3 separate regions of the Sus scrofa genome follow, and all the other regions are linked to region 3. A link is a contact called in public Hi-C and HiChIP or PLAC-seq data. All regions are on one chromosome and are shown on one strand. Each heading gives the region's core, a stretch centred on a gene start, on an enhancer-like site or on the middle of the called end of the contact. The rest is flanking DNA. Distances are from core to core; before and after follow the strand shown. Region 1 overlaps AGBL3 (cytosolic carboxypeptidase 3). Region 2 holds the start of C18H7orf49 (modulator of retrovirus infection homolog). Region 3 overlaps BPGM (bisphosphoglycerate mutase).

What was found. A called contact is a pair of places that touch in the nucleus more often than the background predicts. HiChIP or PLAC-seq counts read pairs in DNA pulled down with a chosen protein or histone mark.
Region 1: a contact with region 3 is called in an H3K27ac HiChIP or PLAC-seq map of alveolar macrophages. The contact joins two enhancer-like sites. A contact is called at or near these places in 4 of 47 Hi-C or Micro-C datasets (embryonic fibroblasts, mesenteric adipose tissue and skeletal muscle) and 1 of 2 datasets of contacts at active chromatin or transcription factors (alveolar macrophages).
Region 2: a Hi-C map of alveolar macrophages shows a contact between it and region 3, with 3 times the contacts expected there. The contact joins the promoter of C18H7orf49 here to the enhancer-like site in region 3. A contact is called at or near these places in 17 of 47 Hi-C or Micro-C datasets (alveolar macrophages, embryonic fibroblasts, fetal heart ventricle and 9 more) and 2 of 2 datasets of contacts at active chromatin or transcription factors (alveolar macrophages and skeletal muscle).

The regions. Positions count from the first base shown.
Region 1 is chr18:14,177,887-14,181,663 of Sscrofa11.1, reverse strand. It overlaps AGBL3 (cytosolic carboxypeptidase 3), which reads left to right. Exons shown (of 17, transcript XM_021079175.1): 15 at 2,665-2,896. Among named protein-coding and RNA genes, the nearest start is that of TMEM140, 31 kb to the right of the region's middle. Within about 2 kb of position 1,528, at least 5 of the 83 cell types and tissues checked have an H3K27ac peak or open chromatin away from gene starts, as enhancers often do. A contact at or near this core is called in alveolar macrophages, where this site is marked.
Region 2 is chr18:14,125,927-14,129,878 of Sscrofa11.1, reverse strand. C18H7orf49 (modulator of retrovirus infection homolog) reads right to left here and starts at 2,155. Exons shown (of 4, transcript XM_013985607.2): 1 at 1,233-2,155.
Region 3 is chr18:14,557,569-14,561,451 of Sscrofa11.1, reverse strand. BPGM (bisphosphoglycerate mutase) reads left to right here. Exons shown (of 3, transcript XM_021079176.1): 3 at 3,441-3,883. The coding sequence ends at 3,619. Among named protein-coding and RNA genes, the nearest start is that of BPGM, 34 kb to the left of the region's middle. Within about 2 kb of position 1,266, at least 8 of the 83 cell types and tissues checked have an H3K27ac peak or open chromatin away from gene starts, as enhancers often do. A contact at or near this core is called in alveolar macrophages and skeletal muscle, where this site is marked.

The DNA.
Region 1 (3,777 bases), core at 279-2,778, 380 kb after region 3:
CTGACGTTCTAGTCATGCTAAACCATACTTGTGGCTTAAAGAGTGTGCCATGTTAGTCCCATTGCCTAGATTACTACTGTTTTGTTTACGTAGCTGACTTGCAATTATTCATCAAGACTCAGATAAATTCGGAATTAGGAATCTTTCCTTATCCAGCCCTAACTATGGCTAGAAGTCCCCCATCAGCAATCCTATAGTAAGCACCTTGCCTCATCTCTATAGTTACTTATTCTGTTGATGCTTTACTTTTCTCTGTCTCTCTCTCTCGTCCCAACTGTTGGACTATTAAAGTCAATGACTATATTTTTCACACCTATTTACCAAACTGAACATAATGCCAGATACCTAATAACCATCCAATGACTATTTGCTGAATGGTCTAGGAATGGCTTCTCAAGAGACTATAGATCCAGCATTGCCAGATATTGTGCTCATACACACCCTCATACACGGTCTTTCAAGTCTAGTTTAATTCAGTGAGTGTTTAGTCATCAGTTTCCTTTCATTTTAGTAGTGGACAATTCTTTTAAAAAAAAAAAGCATTATTGTGGAAATTTCAAGCATAAACAAAAGGAGAGAGAATAGAATAATGAATCACTGGTGCCCGTTATCCACCCTAAAGAGTTATCAGCATCCTGCTATTCTTGTTTCATTTGTATTCCCACCACTTTTTTTGCTAAAAGTATTTTAAGCAAAGTCAGCAAACCATGTTGTTTTGCCCATAAATAATTCAGTGTATATCTCTAACTAGATAAACATTTTTTTTACAAAGCATAATGTATTTCTTGCTTTTATTCTAAACATACTCTACTTTTTTGTATGCTATCTATATATCAATCGAGGCATCATAATTACAACTAACACTGCCACATCCTTGAAAATATCTACCAATCTTCCTTCAGGCTTTACTCGGGATGTTCTTCCCCTTCTCTACCTATATGTATTGAATTTTTTTTAATTGTGTTAAAATACACATGACATAAAATTTACCATCTTTATTTTTAAGTGTTCAGCAGTGTTAAGCACATTCACACTGAGGTGCACAGTTTCCAGAACTCTTTTCCTCTGGCAAAACTGAAATGCCATACCTATTAAAAACTGCCCATTCCTCCCTCCTCACAGCCCCTGGTAACTATGCTACTTTGACTATTCTAGGTTTCTCAATTAAGTGGAATTGATCTTTGGAAGACAAATACAATATTTGTCTTTTTGTGACTAGCTCATTTCACTCAGCATAATGCCCTTAAGGTTCATCTATGTTGTAACACATGTCACAATTTCCTTCCCTTTTTAAGGCTGAATGATGTTCCATTGTATGTATATACCATATTTTGCTTATTTATTCATCCACAAATGTGCATTTGGATTGCTTCCACCTTTGGACTGTTGTGAATAATGCCGGCATGAACATGGATATACAAATAACTCCTCAAGATTCTCTTTCAATTCTTCTGGGCATGTATCCAGAAGTCGAATCGCAGATCATATGGTAATTCTAGTTTCAGTTTTTGAGGAACCACCAATCTGTTTTCCACATCGACTACACCGTTTTACATTCCAGCAAACAGTGCACCGTGGTCTTAGTCTCTCCACATCTTTGCCTACACGGATAATTTTCTGTTTTTTGACAATAGCTGCCCTAATAGGTGTGGAATGGAATAAACACTTTAAAAATGAACTTTATTTTTTAACAGTTTGCTAAGCATTTTAATGTTATTATACTCTTATTATCACACTTTACAAAATAAACAGTAATTCCTTCATATCATCTAATAAGGAATTTCTAACATGCTTTTCTCATAATTTTACCTATATCTTCATCCTTCTATGTCCTTGAAAGAAACTTTGGAGCCACCACTGATTCCTCTTTTATTCTCTCACCCCGTATCTAATTCATGAGAAAATCCCAAAATATACTCAAGATACTTGTCTCCCCGTGCCTGTACTTCTCACTCTTGTGCCACTGCCACCACGCTGCTCCAAGCTACCATCCTCTCTCCGAGACTGTTTCAGCGGCCTTCCGAAAGACCTCGCTGCTTGTTACCCTTGCCCTGTTCCATCTGCTCTCAACTCAGCAACCAGATGATTCTGTCAGATGGGACACTCCTCAAAGCCTTCCAGTCTCCCTGCTTCACACTTAGTAAAAATCAAAGTCCTTACAACGGCCCTGAGGCCTTACGTGAACTAAGTCCAGTGACCTCTCTGAGCTCCTATGACATCTTTTCCCTCCTTCACTCTGCTTTAGCCACGTGTCCTATCTTGGTGTTCCTTCAACACCCTGCCATGCTCCTAGCTCAGGGCCTTGCCTAGAATGCACTTGCTTCTGATGGCTACTTGACTCGTTTCCTAACTCCTTTGACAGGTCAGCCTCAGGGGGAGGCCTCCGAACACCTTTTCAAAAACAGAAATTAATCCATCCCCTGAGAATTCTCTATTCCCCTCCCCAGGTTTTTTTCCTCACATAAATTTTATTATCTGATATATATTTATAAATATATATAGATGTATCTTGTTTACACACTTATTTTCTGCCCTGTATTTAAAGTATAAGCTTCAAATAAATATGCATTTTTAGACAGACACTTTGGTACCTAATGCTGAATAAGTAATTGCTTAATCAGTTCAGTTTATATAGCTATACATATTTTTATGGTTGCTCCCCAGGTCTTCATCACAACTTAAAAAATAGTATGAAAGAATGTACATCTTTCCAAAGCAAGAAGGCTGGTGTAAATTGGACAGACGATGAAAAAAGAATCTACAGGGATAAAAAAATATCTCAATCTGAAGAAATATTGCAGTATTTGCTCCCAATCATGAAAAGCACTAAAAATGTGCAAACCACTCAGATAAAACAGATTTTCAATCCAAGAACCAACTTTCAAATCCAACATCAGTAAGTCAATACAATTTTGTTATTCTTAGCTACTTAATATATGTACACTCTTTTTTAAGGAAAAAAGGCTTATTTGGGGGGGGGGTCTTTTCAGGGCTGCACCCACAGCATATGGAGGTTCCCAGGCTAGGGGTCAAATCAGAGTTACAGCTGCCAGCCTACGCCACGGCCACAGCAATGCCAGATCCAAGCCACATCTGCAACATACACTACAGCTCATGGCAATGCTAGATCCTTAACCCACTGAGCAAGGCCAGGGATCGGACCTGCATCCTCATGGATGCTAGTCAAATTTGTTTTTGCTGAGCCACGTCTGGAACTCCATGGCTTATTAATTTATTATCCTAAGAAACAAACACAGGCTCTTAAAAATAGTGGCAGCTACATCACATTTGACAAAGGGACAAAGACCCAAAGCCATAAGAACACATAGGATATGTGAAGGAATAAGTTATTAGGCCTTATTCAACTGTTTATTTGCATGAAAACACTCATTAATTTGGATCTATGAATAAAGTATGTATTAATAAAGTATGATCATAGCCTGATTTGAAGTTTCTCAGGTGTGTTTAAATCTTATAATCCTAGGAGGCAACCAGAATTAGAAATAATTAACCTGGGAGTTCCTGGCGTGGCGCAGTGGTTAACGAATCCGACTAGGAACCATGAGGTTGCGGGTTCAGTCCCTGCCCTTGCTCAGTGGGTTAACGATCCGGCGGTGCCGTGAGCTGTGATGTAGGTTGTAGACGCAGCTCGGATCCCACGTTGCTGTGGCTCTGGCGTAGGCTGGTGGCTACAGCTCCGATTCGACCCCTAGCCTGGGAACCTCCATATGCCGCGGGAGCAGCCCAAGAAATAGCAAAAAGACAGAAAAAAAAAAA
Region 2 (3,952 bases), core at 906-3,405, 430 kb after region 3:
TTCAGCTCAAATCCTGAATTGAGTTCCTGTGGCTGTGGTGTAGGTCAGCAGCTCTAGCTCCGATTCGACTCCTACCTAGCCTGGGAACTTCCATATGCCTCAAGTGCAGCCCTAAAAAGACAAAACAACAACAACAAACAAACAAAAAAAACCCCCAAACTTCTGATGTCATATTTTAGCTGGGCGTTGGGGTCAGGGACAACTGTGCCTGGCTCCTCCCATGTGTGAAATGGATCGGGGGAGGGTGGGCCAGTCTCCCATGTAATGCGGCTTCTTCCCACCAGGCCCACTCCCAGGGGATTCCACCTCAGCCCCTCCTCCTTAAGGCTCAGCCCCACCCCAGGACTCAAGGGATGCAGGTTTCCACCCTCGCTTAGTTAACCCCAAATGCAGCTCAGGGTCCCTGTGTACAAAGGTTCTTAGTGGAGCAGAGGTGTGACTAGAAAAAGGCCAACTAAGAATAAGAGGTTCCTCTTTGAATCTTAACTCGATCTTTTATTGCTCCTCTAGAATGGCTGCTTACAACTTAAAAGAAAAAAATTGGGAGTTCCCCTTGTGGCTCAGTGGGTTAAGGACCTGATGCTCTGTGAGCGGGTTGGATCCCCGGCCCAGCTCAGTGAGTTAAGGATCCAGCGTTGCCACTAAACTGCAGCTTAGGTTGCAGATGTGGCTCAGATCCAGCGTTACGTAGCTACAGCATAGGCCGGCAGCTGCAGCTCTGATTGGGCCCCTGGCCCAGGAACTTCCATATGCCACAGGTGAGGCCGTAAAAAGGGGGAAAAAAAAAAAAAGAATTACCAGGACATCATCCAAACCTTTCTGGCCACAGAGAGCAGACTCACTTCTGTCAAAATTCAAGAGGTGGTAACAGTCATTTCCACATCTGAAGAGCAGCTGCTAACCGCCTGGCACAGGCACTGCACAGAGGTCAATGCATATATTGGTTTGACCCTTAGGCAGATACTATGAGACCCATTTTACAGATGAGTATCTGAGACCTGGCAAATTGCACGAAATCACAAAAAAAGTTCGAAACGGCCGGGTCAGGACTGGCACCCTGCTCCTCCAGACTCCGGGCCCTGTGCTCCCTGGCCCGGTGGCTGGGGGTGGTGAGGGCCTGGGACTCCCCGGCGCCGCCCCGCGGGCGCCGGCCCTGCCCAGCGCTCCCATTCTCAGCCGCCGCTTCCCTCCGGGACCCCGTCCCGCCCTGGAGCGATGAGACCGATGCCAACCTGCAGGAGGAGGGGAGACGCCGAACATCCACGCGGGGCCTCGCAGGCTACCGGACCCCCGCGTTCCCGGCGCTCCTCCGGCCCGGGCTTCCTGCCTCCGGGCCCCCACCCCCTTCTTGGCTGCCGGGGAGCGTCCGGGAGATGGATTCTGGGCGGTTTAGGGAGCTCAGATCCCCGCGGGCCGGAAGCCTGCCCCGCGCGCACGGTAACCCGCCCCCCGGCTCCGCCGCGTCCCTGCGCTTCCGGCTCCCGACCACCGGCCTGCGCAGAGGCGCGGGCGCGCCCCCTGCCGGCAGCTCGCGTGATCTGCGCCCCGGGCCAAGGAGCCAGGACACCCCAGCTGATCAGAGGCCGGCCCCGCTGTCCCGGGTCCTGACAAACCCACTCCTTGACCAAACTCAGGTCAGGCTCCTCTGAACTCTCAACTAGGCCCTGTCGCTTGGACTCCACATTGTCCGTTTTTAGCAAGAATACTGCCAAGTTGGTTTAGCCAGCGTCCACCCACCCTCCATATCTGATTTTCAGCTGCCACCAGCTCCCAGGTGATGCCTGATTCCCCCACCCCCGCCGCCTGCCCTCCGCAAGAATCCTGTTAGGTCAGTTTGGCCAGAATCCCCCTTACCCCTGATGTTTCCTCTTAATCATGCATCCACTGACGCCAGCCCTGCCACTTTTCCTTGCAGTGGTTGAGCCCAATCTTTTCCCCTGCTGCAAAATCCTATTGAATAAAATTTGCCTTATTGTTCTTTAAGAAGCATCATGAATGATTTTAACAGTATCTTGTACCCAAATGTATCTCTATTTGAGGCTTGCTGATTGGATTTTGTTAAAGTGTCAATTCCCAGGCCCCCTGAACCAGAAATTAGGGGCAGAGGAGCAGGTGGATCTGCATTTTTGAAACTCTGCCGGAGGGAGCAGGAGAGAATTCCCAAAGCCTGAGTTCCGCACTCTTTGGAGGCATACATCCCCCTGGGAGCAGGGGTGGTGCAAGGTGAACCCCTCAGAGGCAGGAAGGGAAATTAAAGACTGTTAACATTTGTTATCTTGAAAGTAGGTCTTACTAATAATATTCAAATTGGCCTTCGAGGTGTTCCCTGCACTAGCGGGGTGCTCTGGCAGGCTGCCCAGGTGTCCTCGCTGCTTTCCTTGCAGCCTGATGCTGAGCACTGCAGTTCACACGTGGGGTTAGCATCTAGTTTTATTTAAAATCACACCACTCATAGTAACCTAAAAGAGGCAGGCGAAGAAACCCCAGGTGTCAGACACAAGTAAAAAGGCTAGCACAAGCCGTTACAGGTGTAACTCCTACCATATTTTGAGGCAAAAGGATGATCAGAACCGACAGTCCGATCCCCAAACACAAAACTATCGAGACGGCCATTTGAAGTGTGATTTATAACCAATAGCTAGTAATAGAAAATTACTCTCCATGTGCTGGAAGTGCAGGGTGGTGGAGAGTGATCCAGAGTTTGAGAACCCTGAATCCAGAGCCAGGCGTTCTCGCTTCCAGCTGTGTGGCATCTCAGCTTCTCCAAAGCACTTTAACCCCATACTAATCTTCAACCCAAGCGAAGGAGGCTGAGCCAGGGAAGTTTAAATCCTTTAGCTGTGGGATGAGCCAGGGCTCTGCCTGCAGCCTCTTCAGGAGGCCAACACAGATGGGCAGGACCTGCTTCTACTCTGGTTCTCTAACTGAACCCAGGTTCGGCTGCTCATCGCCTCTATGCCAGTAATTTGAGAGGCAAGTGTCACTAGAAGGGAAATATGCCTTCATCAGGAAAGTTGGCAATCCCCCAAGATTCTGCTCAACCATGACAGTTTTTACAGGGAAAATTGGCGGGGGGCAGGGGGGTAGAATCTCAGTGACTCATGGAGGCAGGAGGTTGGGTTCTGCATCCTTCTCCATTGAGTGCTGACCCCTTTAGATGTTATCTCGCCTGGGTCATCTGCCTGCAGGATTGCTCACGGGGACTGTTGAGGGTAGAAAGCTACTCACTGTTTATGTTAAGGCCACACCCACAGCATATGGAAGTTCCCAGGCCGGGGACTGACTCTGAGTCCCAGCTGCGACCTACACCACAGCTGCAGCAATGCCAGATCCTTTCACCCACTGTGCAGGCCTGGGGATCAAACCCGTACCTCGCAGTGACTGGAGCCACAGCAATCAGATGCTCCATTTTTAATTGTTAAAATTTTTATTCTTTAGATTTTCTTACTAACTTAATTCATCATCCTTTTTGTCTAGGAAAAGACCAGGTTAGACAAGACATGGTGTGCATTCAGGAGGGCCTAAGTCAGGAGTCCGTTTCAATTGCGCAGTAATGTCATTCCTATAACCAGGTTCTTTTAAGGTTAGAGGGGAACAGAAGTGGGCACACAGGAAAGGGCAAAGGCTGCATTTGGTTCCAGGGCAGGCTCACTGACCTCTAGGGTCCTCCGCTCCCACAACTGTGAGCCAGGACAAACCCAAGTCTATTGGTGGAGATGCATCATTTTGTTTTGTGAATGAAGGAACAGAGAGCACTTGCTATTATTAGAACTACTCCCTCCACCTTTTTCTCCTTAAAAACCTCTTCCCATAACCTGCTGAAAAACGGGGCCTGAGGAGCAGGAAACCAGCCTCTGCATAAAAAGTTTCCCGTGTGAAAGTCCGAGTGAGGATGAGAAACCCAAGCTGTAGCATTCGAATGGGTCAGAGTCAGCTCCCGCAGCGCTGTGAT
Region 3 (3,883 bases), core at 17-2,516:
TTCCTGAGGTCCCAGACTGCAACCCCTAAGCTTGGCCCATCATGATCCCAGTGTATTAGCTGTTGCAAGGGGATCAGACAAATCTGCTCATTCCCTACTAATCTTGAAAGCATGAGAACTCTGGGTACTGATGTCCATTTAGCACCCAGCCCTTCACAAGGGCGGTGCAGGAACACAGACATCCTCCTTTCTCCTTATGCTCTGGTGGAAATAACCATGGCTGAGTCCATGACCAGAGTTGAAGTCCTGGGATTTGAGAATTTAAAAAAAAAAAAAAAGTCCAATTTTATTACGTTAACGGTCTTGCAACTTGAACAGTTTTATTTAACTTCTCTGGGTCTGTTTAGTAGTTTTTAAACAGCTTTATTGAGATATAATTCCCATGCCATGCAGTTCACCCATTTAATTAATTAGTGAATTTGTACCTGAAGCGGTGAACAGTGCCTTTATTCTGAGGCTGAACAGCAATGGACACCCTCCCTTGTACCAGCTCCACCCTTCATTTGAGGAGAGGCAGGGGAAGGAGACACACAGCTGCCCTTCCTCTTCCCTTCCACGCTCCCGGGGCTCAGCAGTTCACTCATCTAAAGTGTACAGTTCGGTGTCTTTTCACCGAGTTGTGTTTTCCCCGAGTTGTATATTCACAGAGTTGTCCATCTAGCATCACAGTCAATTTCAGAACATTTGCATTACCCTTAAAAGAAACCCCGTACCTAGCTGTCATTGCAGCCACAGATCTATTTATGTCACTAGAGATTTGCCTATTCTGGACATTTCGTTTAAATGGAATCATACGATTCGCACTCCACTGTGACTGGCTTCTTTCACTTGGCATGTTTTCAAGGGTCATCACTGTTCAGCATGTATCAGCACTTCCTTCCTTTTCATTGCCAAATAATGCTCCATTGTCTGGATCTACCACATTTAATTTAACTGTTCATCTACTGATGGATATTTAGGCTGTTTGCATTTTTTTGTCTAATGTGAATAAAGCTGCTATGAGGGTTCGTGTACAGGTTTTTGTGTGGACATAGGTTTTCATTTCCCTTGGATATACACCTGGGAATGAAATTGCTGTGTCACATGGTAATTCTATGCTTAACCGTTTGAGGATTTGCCAGACTGTTTACCAAAGATTCCACAGGATTTTGTACTCTTAATTTTACAATGTATTAGGATTCCAGTTTCTCTGTATCCTTAGGGCTCACCTGCTGTAAACCATGTGTTCTTGAATTCCACTCTGGCCGTCTCCAGGAGATGCATGTGGCAGCTGCTCTGTGTCCAGCCCACAGAGCTGACCCGACAGAGGCCGAGGGCGCTTAGAATCCAAGGCAGTCATCTCCCAGCTAAATAGCTGGCTGCTGGTCTGAATTTATCTTCTGCTGCCAGCTTTAGTTTAGTTTGGGATGGTAATCTTGTGTATCATTGCAGTGTGGGGATGAGGGCTTTTCAGGGCAAAGTAGTGTTTTATAAGCCTACCCTTTAAGTCTTCTCCCTAGAAGAGAATTCCTGGTAGAGGAAGAGGAAACAGTTATTGTGCTGTATACCGTCTCTTCCTCCTCCCCCACACCCTTTGTAATGGTGGTAGAAGAAGAGTGTTTCTTTTTTAAGTAGAGGGAATGGAGGCCCAGAGAGGTTACTCTCCTAAGGTTATAGCCTGGTTAGTATACTGAAGGGGACTGGCACACGAGATGGGTCATGTACATGCAAGAGACCCTGACTTCCAAGTTGGGATTCCTTCCACTGTTTTGTAACTATTGGAGGATACGATTTGTGTGTAAGAATTCCTAGGTAGCTCTTCTGGACCTAGAAATGAAATTCTAGTAAAGAACCACCCCAGCACTTGGGATCCAGTGCTATGATTCTTTGACTGACCCTCATAGTTTTGAATGTTGGTTAACTAAAATGACAAAGTGCATTGACCACTGACTGCTACTAACCATCCTCACCTTCCAAATGAAGACAGACCCTTGAATCCCCTCAGAAGTTGCTCTAGCTAGGTCCTTTCTGTTAATGTAGAACAGAAGTATACGGTTAGAATTGAGATGTCTAGGTAACACAGGTATGTTTTTAAAATAATTTGAATAGTGTCAGTTGCCTTTTAATTAGCTTGCCTACATGTCTTTAGGTCTCCTCTCTTTCTTTGCTGGTTTTGAACTCAGAGAAATTTGAAAGGCATTGCATTGTACAGTAGCTAACAGACACCCGGGTTTAAATCGAGGCTTTGCTATGAACTGTCTGTGTGATCTTGAGTTGTCTGCTTAACCTCTCTGTTGGGAATTGTTACATGGAAGAATAATAGTGCATATCCTTGCAGGATTGCAGTGGTGATTCAATAAGTTAGTACACATAAGTACTTACAAGAGTACCTGGCATGTGTAATGTACTGAGTCTGTATGAGCTGTTTATTGTTGAAAGCTCTCATAGGAGTTCCCGTTGTGGCTCAGCGGAAACGAATCCTACTAGGAACCATGAGGTTGTGCGTTCGATCCCTGGCCTTGATCAGTGGGTTAAAGGATCCAGCATTGCCATGAGCTGTGATGTAGGTTGTAGACACGGCTCAGATCTGGCGTTTCTGTGGCTGTGGTGTAGGCCGGCAGCTGTAGCTCCAGTTAGATCCCTGGGAACCTCCATATGCTGCAGGCGCAGCCCTAAAAAAAGCAAAAACAAAATAAAATAAAAAGCTCTCATAGTAATAAAAACCTCATCACCACCACCGTGACCACCCTTACCGCAATTCCAGCTCTTCTGGTCAAAGTTGAACACCTTTTGATGGGGGTTCTTTAAAAAAGAGTTGAAGGTGATTCGTCCATTACACACACCTTCCGCTCTGAGCAGTCTGTATGTTAAGGGACAAGAGGAGACAGGCTTGTTTTCCAGGCATGCGGGTCATACCTTCCCGATCCCCCTGGATCGTGCTACCCCAGCCGCCAGGGGAGTGGTCCTCCTTGACTGAATGTAGCCCATGGCACTGCACGCGCACTCGGTATTGGAAAACCAGCCACTTTGTGATCAGTCGAACAAGATTCCAAGGTGATTTTGGCTAGCTTGAGGACAATATATAAAAGGAAGAAAACAGAAAGCCGTCCTAGTTTACTTTCAGATTTTTCAAGATTGATTTCTGGAGTGTGGGAATAGAGAGAATAATTTTCACTCCTTTAGGATTTCGATAGGAGACAGCTAAGAACAGCTGTCATGCCCCAGAAGGTATTTACTCTCCTAAGATTTGATGTAATGTGAATTTTTGTCTTAGCTTTTTTTTTTTTAACTTCTGGGACATTCTCGGCTTCCAGCAACTGTAGCTAGAATCCCTCACAGCATCTGGTGGGGTTCCATACGGCACTTAATATGGGACTAAGTAAATGCACAGTTAAATAGGTAAACAGAACTTCCTCCTGGGTTGTCTTTAATGCCTTGTTCCTTCCTCTCTTAATCTCCAGGTATCTCCGATGAGGACATTATCAACATCACCCTTCCTACTGGGGTCCCCATTCTTCTGGAGCTGGACGAGAACCTGCACGCTGTTGGGCCTCACCAGTTCCTGGGTGACCAAGAGGCTATCCAAGCAGCCATTAAGAAAGTAGAGGATCAAGGAAAAGTGAAACGAGCTGACAAATAAAGTCTTTCACGTGCTGGCTAGGAGTAGCTGCAGAAGGAGTGGCATGCGGTGTGCTGTGGGTGCTGATTATGCTTCCCCCCCCCCCCCCCGATTTTTCCTGATTTTTCCAGATCTAGGCTGTGGGGTAGAGTTTATATAGGTAACTTAATGTTGGCCCAGATAAAGGCTTTAGGATGCCGGAGCACTTATGTCATAAGCCTTATGCATTAGCTCCTGCTGGCCCCGTGTAAATTAGTCACTAAGTTAGTCACCTGTGGGGCTTAA